2 separate regions of the Canis lupus genome follow, and region 2 is linked to region 1. Evidence: chromatin contacts called from public Hi-C data. All regions are on one chromosome and are shown on one strand. The core of a region is the stretch at or near the end of the contact, and the rest is flanking DNA. Distances in the headings are between cores, read along the strand shown. Region 1 holds the start of CDKN2AIPNL (CDKN2AIP N-terminal-like protein). Region 2 overlaps JADE2 (E3 ubiquitin-protein ligase Jade-2).

What was found. Hi-C and Micro-C count contacts between places; a contact is called where the count stands out from the background.
Region 2: a contact with region 1 is called in a Hi-C map of blood, with 2.4 times the contacts expected there. The contact joins the enhancer-like site here to the promoter of CDKN2AIPNL in region 1. A contact is called at or near these places in 3 of 9 Hi-C or Micro-C datasets (amygdala and blood).

Annotation. Positions count from the first base shown.
Region 1 is chr11:22,563,327-22,567,683 of UU_Cfam_GSD_1.0, reverse strand. CDKN2AIPNL (CDKN2AIP N-terminal-like protein) reads left to right here and starts at 2,473. Exons shown (of 2, transcript XM_038552184.1): 1 at 2,473-2,759. The coding sequence starts at 2,521. All of the region lies in intron 2 of LOC102156670 (a long non-coding RNA gene), which reads right to left.
Region 2 is chr11:22,691,465-22,696,542 of UU_Cfam_GSD_1.0, reverse strand. The region is part of intron 10 of JADE2 (E3 ubiquitin-protein ligase Jade-2); the gene reads right to left. Among named protein-coding and RNA genes, the nearest start is that of JADE2, 38 kb to the right of the region's middle. Within about 2 kb of position 3,427, at least 8 of the 20 cell types and tissues checked have an H3K27ac peak or open chromatin away from gene starts, as enhancers often do. A contact at or near this core is called in blood, where this site is marked.

The DNA.
Region 1 (4,357 bases), core at 1,224-3,723:
TTCTTTTCTTTTCTTTTTTTTTTCTTTTCTTTTCTTTTCCTTTTTTTTTTTTTTTTTTTTTTTTTTTTTTTTAAGATTTTACTTATTTATTCATGACAGACAGAGAGAGAGAGAGAGAGGCAGAGACACCGGCAGAGGAAGAAGCAGGCTCCATGCAAGGAGTCTGATGTGGGACTTGATCCTGGGTCTCCAGGATCACACTCCGGGCCAAAGGCGGTGCTAAACCGCTGGGCCACCAGGGCTGCCCTCTTTTTCTTTCTTTCTTATTTTTTTTTTTTTTAAGATTTTATTTATTTATTCAGGAGAGACACAGAGAGAGAGGCAGAGACATAGGCAGAGGGAGAAGCAAGCTCCTCTTAGGGAGCCCGATGCAGGACTCTATCCCAGGACCCTGGGATGACACCCTGAGCCGAAGCCAGATGCTCAACCACTGAGCTGCTCAGGCGTCCCAATCAATGTTTTTCAAAGTCTGGTCAGTGGCAGATGGAATCAGTTACCTGGAACCTTGATTCTGAGCATCCAGTGATAGGCTTGAGAATCTGCTATTTCAACAAGTCCCTTAGGGAATGTGATCTGCACTCAGTTTTTAGAGCCCTAGCTGTGGGCACCTATTCCTGATTGCTGTGGAGAAGCTAAGATTGTCTTTGGTTTCAAGGTCCTGTTCACATTCTTCCTGTTTGCCAGGGTGAGAGTGGTATGCCTCCCTATTGTTAACCATAATGGGACTTTGCTGAGCCTGGTACTGGGCCTGCAGGCACAGTCTCCTCATTACACCACCTGGTATTTCCATTTTGGATGGGGTTTCTGCCTGCTGGGGTCCTGACATCCTATCAGGAGGTGCAGAAGCAGCAGACAGCACAGTTGGCTCTGCCCCTGACCCCTACTCACAATATATTACACTGGAGCCCTGGATTGTGGACTCTAGGCCTAGCTCTATAACTTTTTAAAAAATATTTATTTATTTATTCATGAGAGACACAGAGAGATAGGCAGAGGGGAGGAGCAGGCTCCATCCATTGGAGGATCGAGCCCAACAGGGAAGTCGATCCCAGGTCTCCAGGATCACGCCCTGGGCGTGAAGGCAGGTGCTAAACCATGGAGCCACCGGGGCTGCTCCTCCAGCTCTATATCTTGCCCCACAAGTGATGAGGGATGAATGGGCATCCTCTTACTTTAATCTCTCAACAATCTCTCAATGGGGGATCAAATGATTTCCCAAATATTGTACTTGAATGCTTCCAGGGATGGGAAATTCACCATTTATAAGTAAGCTCTTTAGTCCATAGATCTGCTACCTGACCCTTGAACAGGCAGCAGAATTATGCTAGTTCACCTGCTCATCTCTTGTGAACATATCTATTCTGACTCTTTCCAACATCTTTTGGAAACAGAGGTGTCATTGCTCTGGTTAACGTCCTTCAGAGGCTCCCATTCCTCTTAGGATCTAGACTACAGCCCCTACCATGGCCTAGTATCCTTGCTGATCTTTGCAGCCTCATCTCCTCCACTGTCCTCCACTCTAGGACCCTGTCATACAGATTCTGGCATTCTCTTCCTAGGCCAGTCTGTGTCTTCCCATGGCCCAAGTCTCTTTAGTGGTTAACTTCTATTTTTTTTTTTAATTTATTTATTCATGAGAGACACACAGACAGAGGCAGAGACAGAGGCAGAGGGAGAGCTTCCTAGCCCGAAGCAGCACTCGATCCCAGAACCCTGGGATCACGACCCGAGCCAAAGGCAGATGCTCAACCACTGAGCCACCCCAGTGCCCCTACGTGGTTAACTTTTGTTCATCCCTCCACCCCCCAGCATCATTTCCCTGATCCCCAAGTCTGAATCAGGTCCCTTGCTTATTCATGCCAACACTCTGGGCCTCCCCTTACTAACATCTGCCAACGCTGAAGTTCTTCACTCAAGCAATTCACTGTCTCCCCCAGTAGAAGCAAAGTTCATTAGGGTAGGGATCTGAGCTTGCTCTCTTGCATTCCCAGCATCTAGCAAAGAGGCCTGGCAGGTATTCAGTTGGAAGGATGGCTCGCTCCAGCGGGGCGGGCCACCACCTGAAAGGGTGTTAGACCTCTGGGACTTCATCAAAGGCAGACCCCCGAGCAAGCAAGCTACACGGCTAAGCCCTCCGAGCTGAGGGCATCCGTATGCGGGCCGGGTGCCCGGGGAGCCACCAGGGCAAGGACACCGCACAACTCTGGCTGGCACCCAGCTGCCACGTGGGAGAGGGGCACTCCGTCTTTGCGCCGCGGGACCTCAGTTTCCCTACCGGTTCCCCGCAGGGTCGACTGAGAACCGGCCTGCCTCTACCGCAGAAGATGCACGCCAGGCGCCGCAGGCTGGGGAGGTCTGAGCGGGCAGGAGCCGGCGAGGCCGCCGGTCCCGCGGAGGGCGCTCCAGGCCGGTCCTCCGGAGCAGTCGCGCGCCGCCGGGGTCCCTCTAGCGGCGCGGAGGCGGCGCGGTGCGAGTCGGGAAGGCGGCGGGCGGGCGCGGCCCTCGGCGGCGGCGGGCGCCATGGTGGGTGGCGAGGCAGCCGCCGCGGTAGAGGAGCTCGTTTCGGGGGTGCGGCAGGCTGCGGACTTCGCCGAGCAGTTCCGCTCCTACTCGGAGAGCGAGAAGCAATGGAAGGCCCGCATGGAATTCATCCTGCGCCACTTGCCCGACTACCGCGACCCTCCCGATGGCGGAGGCCGCCTGGACCAGCTGCTGTCCCTCTCCATGGTGTGGGCCAACCACCTCTTCCTGGGTTGCAGGTGCGAACCCCTGCGGGAGGGCTGACCCCGTCCTCCGCCTGCAGACCCGCAGCCCTCCCCTAGGGCTGCCTGCTGCCCAGGGCTGACCCCGCCCCCAGCCTCCAGCCGCACCGGCCCGGCCGATGGCAGATCCGCGCGCTCTTTGGAAAGACGATTAACCTCTCCGAGCCTCAGTTTCCGCCTTTGGAAAATGAGTTGTGATGGCTACAATATTAAAGAGTTAAAAAAAAAAAAAAAAAGAAAAGGCACCTAGTACAGGCTGCTGTTTAGCAAGAGCTCAATTTATGGTGGGCACCTAAATGCCAGTTATTTGTAGTATTTTTAGCTTAAAACATCACCTTTGTGAACTCCATTGTGTCTTTGCTCCTTCCTCCCATGTGGCAAACGTGCAGAGACAGAAACCGAGATTCCTTCCATGTCCATACGAAGAAGCTGAGAGAGGAGGTCTTCTGGCAGGATTGTGGATTTTACCGTTTATGGCAGCATGTAATATGTGGCCTTTGGCTTTTTCTCCCCACTCCCCAGTCTGCTGGACTCTTAGTAAGAGCCAGCCTTTGCCTCTCTGCTTTTCCTGTTGTGAAAATAACAGATGCCTTCAAAGTACTGTTTCTGAAAGTGCCCCCTCAAATGAAGGTGTCAAATCTTGAGGCTCCCACAATCTTCTGTTTGAGTGTCCCGGAATTGTGTTAGGACAGTAAGATGATTTGTCTTCGTCCTGATTTCTCTGCCCCTTATGACTGGCTGACTCTATCACGTGCTCCCTCCAACTCTTAGCCACTTGGTTTTGTTGTCAGATGTTGGCATTAATAGAACAGGATTTGGAGAAGCAGTGCCAAAGGCTTTTTCTCTATTTTTCTGGGTGCCCCTGGGAAATCCTAGTTAATGGGTTCCAAGATTAGGAAGGTGTCCGAAATTGGACAAAATGAAGAAATGATGTTGTTTACATTAGACCAAAATTCCGTGTTTAAAAAATAAAAAATTTTGGCCTTCATACCGTATCCACTAATATGTACTGCCAGATGTATAGTTGCCTCTATTTTTGCAGATCTTTTTTGTTTTGTAAATCTTGAAACACCTGCTCTATTGGCATTCCTACAGTCACTTCTGAATCCACAAGCCAGAAAAACGGTTTCCAACCTGCTGCTGAACATGTGGCCATTTCCCCTGTAGTATCGCATCAGAACTCTGAGAGTTGGAATAGCTGCAATTTCTTGTTAGCCCACAGAGACAAGTAATTCCTCCAGGGTTTTTGATTTTTTTTAAAAAAGATTTTATTTATTCATGAGAGACACACACACAGAGAGGGAGAGACACACAGGCAGAGGGAGAAGCAGGCTCCATGCAGGGAGCCCGATGTGAGACTCGATCCTGGAATTCCGAGATCATGCCCTGAGCCAAAGGCATATGCTCGACCACTGAGCCACCCAGGCATCCCTCCTCCAAGGTTTTTATCTAACTACTTTTTATTGTGCAGTTACAACAAAGACCTTTTAGACAAAGTGATGGAAATGGCTGATGGGATTGAAGTAGAAGACCTGCCACAGTTTACTACCCGAAGTGAATTAATGAAAAAGGTAAACAGGATTTCTAAGTGCATT
Region 2 (5,078 bases), core at 2,178-4,677, 130 kb before region 1:
CTTCCTGGCAGCCATGTGGCCTGGTGTGCATGGAGACAGTGAGGGTGAAGACAGATGGAATCTTTGGAGGCCTCAAAACAAACCGGTCAACGTGTCCAGCCTAAAAACAGATCAGTCAAGGTCTGGCTTTTAAAAATTTCCCAGGGATGCCTGGGTGGCTCACCAGTTGGGCGCCTGCCTTTGGCTCGGGTCATGATCCTTGGATCCAGGATCAAGTCCCACATTGGGCTCCCTGTGAGGAGTCTGCTTCTCCCTCTGTCTGTGTCTGCCTCTCTCTCTCGGTCTGTGTCTCTCATGAATAAATAAATAAATCTTTTAAAAAAAAAAAAAAATTTCCAAACATGCTATCCTCAAACTTACTCTTAACACTAATTTCTAAAGATGGGATGAGGCTCACAGTTGTAGATGTCCCTCTCAAAGATAATCACTTCCTATTAAAATCCAAAATCATCTGAAACTTTACAAAAAATTTTCTTAAGGCAAACCCAGCTGGATTACTGGCATTGAGATCCCTTGCGTGGCTGGTTAAAAACACAGTGGGGTGTCTGGGTGGCTCAGCTAGTTAAGTATCTGACTCTTGATCTCAGTTCAGGTGTTGGCCTCAGGGTTGTCAGTTCAAGCCTTACATTGGGCTCCATACTGGGTGTGGGGCCTACTTACAAACAAAAACCCACAGAGATTCCCAGGCTTGGGGGAATAGTCAAGTCTCTGGGGGCTGAATCCTCAAATGTACGTTTTATATAGCACTGCATACATGGATATATATCCATATCTATACAGATATTTTTTTAAAGCTTTTATTTTTAAGTGACCTCCACACCCAACATGGGGCTCCAACTTACAACCCCGAGGTCAAGAATTGCAAGCTGTACTGACTGAGCCAGCCAGGTACCCCTCTACTGGTATGCTCTTTGATCCTGTTAGAAATTCTGATTATGTCTGTTTCATAATATGCAGTGATAGATGAATGAGACATGAAAAATACAATATAGTGCAGGTAAGTGCTCAATTTTTTCCCTTGTAAGGTACATGACACAATCAGTAGTGTCTGGAGGCTCTTGCTATGGAAGATAGGAATGGTTCTTTCTGTGAGAATCCCAACAATGCCAACATACTGTGGTTGATACACTGGCCACGATGTGACCCCACTTGTTCCCATCTCACCCTGGAATCATCCACAATTCTCTGATTTCTCTCAAGACCGTTGGTTAACAGAGTTACAGGTTACTGAATGTTGTAGAATTCCTCTTCTGTGATGGCTTGTGGAGACTAAGTACTGATACTACCTTAGAAAGCTTTCCCAGGCTATCAGGTTCCTGACACTGTCATTATCATTATTGTTTTTTCTGATTATAAACATAAAAAGTTCTCTTAAAAAAAAATCAGAGTGAAAGAATGAATCAAGTAACAAAGTTGCCTCAAACTAGGGATTGGTCATGAAAGCAGGCTTTATATTTTGATGAAGTTGCTTTGGTATCAGTAAATTTTAGAGTGAACTTGAACGTGGGTGAGGAGAGGGGAGGAGAGCAAGGAGGGCTCCTGGCCAGTTATCTTAGGCTAGACTGCCTGGTGTTGAGGCATTTGTGGAGACCAGGGAGCCTGTGGGGGGAGCAGGCCTGGGCCTGTGGTTGTGTTGGGCATGAGATGCTGGAGCTCAGAAGGGAAGTGATGGATGCGGAGCAGAGCTATGGAGCAGACCACTGAGAGGTCAGCCCAAGTGTGGTGAACTGACAATCACGAGGGCCAAGGAATATTCACAGAGGGAGCAGGAGAGCTGGGGTATTAAGGGAGGATGTGTGGTCTGAGTGTCCATAAGAAACGTATTTTAAGACCGAAGGCATGTCTGACGGTGGCCACCACTGCTGAGAAGGCCAGAGGATGAAGATGGAGAAGTGGCCACCAGATGTAGGGAGATGGAGGCTGTTGGTAACCCTGGCAGATAATCCTGGAACAAGGTGGTGGCAGGAGCCTGGCCAGAGCAGGAAGAAGCAAGGAAGAGTGAGCAGTGGCAGAGGAAAGGAGAGCTGGGGATGGGGGTGGGAGAGCGCCATGACTGGAAGGAAACAGGGAGGGAGGATGTGCTTTTGGAGACGGGAGAAAGTGAAACAGAGTCAAATCCTGGAGACTGAGCGTTTTATATTCCCATGGGCACAGTGTGTCCTGGGGGCAGGGGGAGAAAGGGCAGAGAACTGATAGAGATGCTCGACAGGCTTGACAGGCTTGACGGCCCAGAAGTTGGAGGGATCTGGTCCGAGGAACAGGAAGCGAGGTTGAGGGCTAAGAAGGGGGAGCCCTGAGCGAGGGGGAGCAGGGGTGCAGACAGGGATTAGGCTGGGGAGCCCCAGACATCCCAGAACAAGGCCGGCTGACAGGAATCTCGGTGGGGCTGGCCCGCCCAGTACCACGGGATTGCTACCAGGGGAGGCTCGCCAGGTATGTGGCCCTCACATAGGCACAAGCACAGCCACATGTGCGGGGAGCCTGCGGGAGGAACGAGGAGGGAGACGGGACGCAGTGGGGGAGGAGGGGCACTTGAGATTGCAGGTGACTGACGAGGCAGCAGGGGAAGTGGGGCCAGGTTTCAGTGGGGGTGGAGGCCCTAATGGGTTGGCAGCAACCTAGAGATGGGAGACACAGGGGTTGAGGGGGCCATAGCTCTGGAGGCCAAGGCTACTGGGGATGAGGCTGGCTTCGGTGGGAGGCCAATTCAGGCACTGAAGACAGAGGATACAGGGTATGGCCAACCTGACAAGGAAGCAGGTGGGTGGCAAGTGTGTGGGAGGACAGAGTCTTCTCCGTGGGACTATCTGACACATGGCCTAGGGGAGATCCACAGGTCTATCTTCAGGGAGAGGGCTGTGTTTCTGAGCGCTATCCCCACCCTCTCAAGCCAGGTCATGCTCCCGAGTAAACTCCTGGTAACCAGACCCAGAGCCTTGGGCACCAAGCCCTGCGCAGCCCCAACTGCCAGCACGGTTGCTAGGGGACACCAGTTGGCGTTGACAGGCTGCTCATCAGAGCTGCAATTTTTGTGTCAGCTGCGAATAACTCCGGGAGCCAGCAGTGGCTATACCTTCCTGAGCTGCCTGCCGGGGCCAAGGTTTGCGGCTGAAATTTTAGGAAATAGCATCTTCTAAGCTGACCATAAAATGGGACTTCATGCTGAAGTGGCAGCAGTGTGGCCCTGGCTTCTGCTTCTCTCAGCAAAAACCCTGCTGGGCCTCGGGGGATGGGGGATGACGACACAGGGATCGGGGAGGATGCCCTGTGATTCATTCCCAGGTCCTAGCACGGGCCTGTGCTTCTGGTCCTCCCTGGAGCCCGTATCCAGGCAGCACCAGACAACAATAACCATGGCTAACAGCAGAGGTCACTGTGCTTCCACCTCCACGGGGACTCCAAGGTCAGCTACCTCATTACTCCCATTTAACAGAAAGGAAACTGAAACTCAAGAGGAGTGAGAAGTGAAACTCAGAACGCATTGCACTGAGGAGCGTTAGATCTGGATGCAAACCCAGGCCGCCCAAGGCTTCAGTCTCAACTCCAACCCTGCCTCCCTGATGGATTCAGCCCAAGCTGGCCTAGTGCCCAGTGAGAGGCTGGATCCTCTCGGTCACTGGCACTGGGCCATGGCCGGGCCACCAGCAGTCATGGGTCGTTGCAGAAAGCCTCCCCTGTGGCAGAGCTCTCAGCCCTGCTCACTCACACAAGCCACCAACGCGTGGCTGTGAAAGGCCCTGAGGATAGACTCGCAGGGGGGCAAGCTGGCACGCATGGTGCTCTAACTTTCCTCTCCTCCGCCTGCCAGGGCTGCGCGCTCCCTCGCCTTGCTCTCAGCTGGTGCCTGCCAGTCCAGCTCGGGGGCTGCTGGAAAAGCAGCATGCTGACAGGGCCCTCCAACGCCCTGGAAAGTTGGCCCTGCCTCCTCTTCCTGGAGGAAAAGTAGGCTGGTTCACACCTGACTTTGGAGGGCTCTGTCCCTCTACTGGAGGAATCTGCATGGCAGCTCTGGTTGCCTGGGAACCTGCTGGCATCTTAGCCCTTGACCTTGGTCCCTGGCCACACCTGTACCAGCTGACAATGAGGTAGAGAGGTTGGGAGGCTGATAAGGGGATGCTTTTGCACAGGAAATGTACAGAATAGGAGGTTAAGGGGATGCCTGGGTGGCTCAGTGGTTGAGCGTCTGCCTTTGGTTCAGGGTGTGATCACGGAGTCGCAGGATTGAGTCCCACAGTGGGCTCTCTGCATGGAGCCTGCTTCTCCCTTTGCCTGTGTCTCTGCCTCTCTCTCTGTGTGTCTCTTGTGAAAAATAAATCAAATCTTAAAAAAAAAAGAATAGGAGGTTAGGCCAACAACTATCCTGATGACAAACCCCACCACCCCATTCAGGTCCAAATTCAAGTCAAACTCTAGAAAACACACATTCCTCTTAGGTTTCCTGTCATTCATCTTCTGAAGCCCTAGTATTCTCAACAGCTCATTAGGGCCAGGAGGAGCTACTTTGTCTATTTTCCTAGGATGATGATTAAATAAGTCACCCTGCACCCTGGCCTCCCAACACTGCCTAGCCAGCACCAGACCATGTGCCGAAGAGCATAGATTCCTGGGAGATCTGACCTGAGGGGTCACTTGGGAAATAGCAGGAGTAAAAGCAGGGTGTTTGTGCTGGAGACACGGAGAGTACAGACTCAGGGGTGGCCTGAGGACAACTCTGGTAGCAGCTCTGGTCACTGAAAGTACTCCATGTCCTCATGTACCTGATGCCACTGCCACATGAGACAGGACGCTGGGCTGCCCAGGAAGTGGTGGCTGCAATGTAGACAGCCTTGCCCTCTGGCCTGGCTGGAGCAAAGGGCATCTGCTGTCCCCACTCTCCACCTTCCCCTTTTGACCCTGCTGGCAGGCAGTAAGCTCCCTCCCAGGCCAGTGGGGTTGTTTTCCCTTGACCAGGTCTCAGGGGAGAGGAGTAGGCTAAAGGAGATCGGGCAAGCCAGGTCCAGTTTCAGCGCCTCCCCACAACACAGCACAACACCTGCCCAACTGTTCTACCCATTTTACAGACTTGCCAACAGAAATGA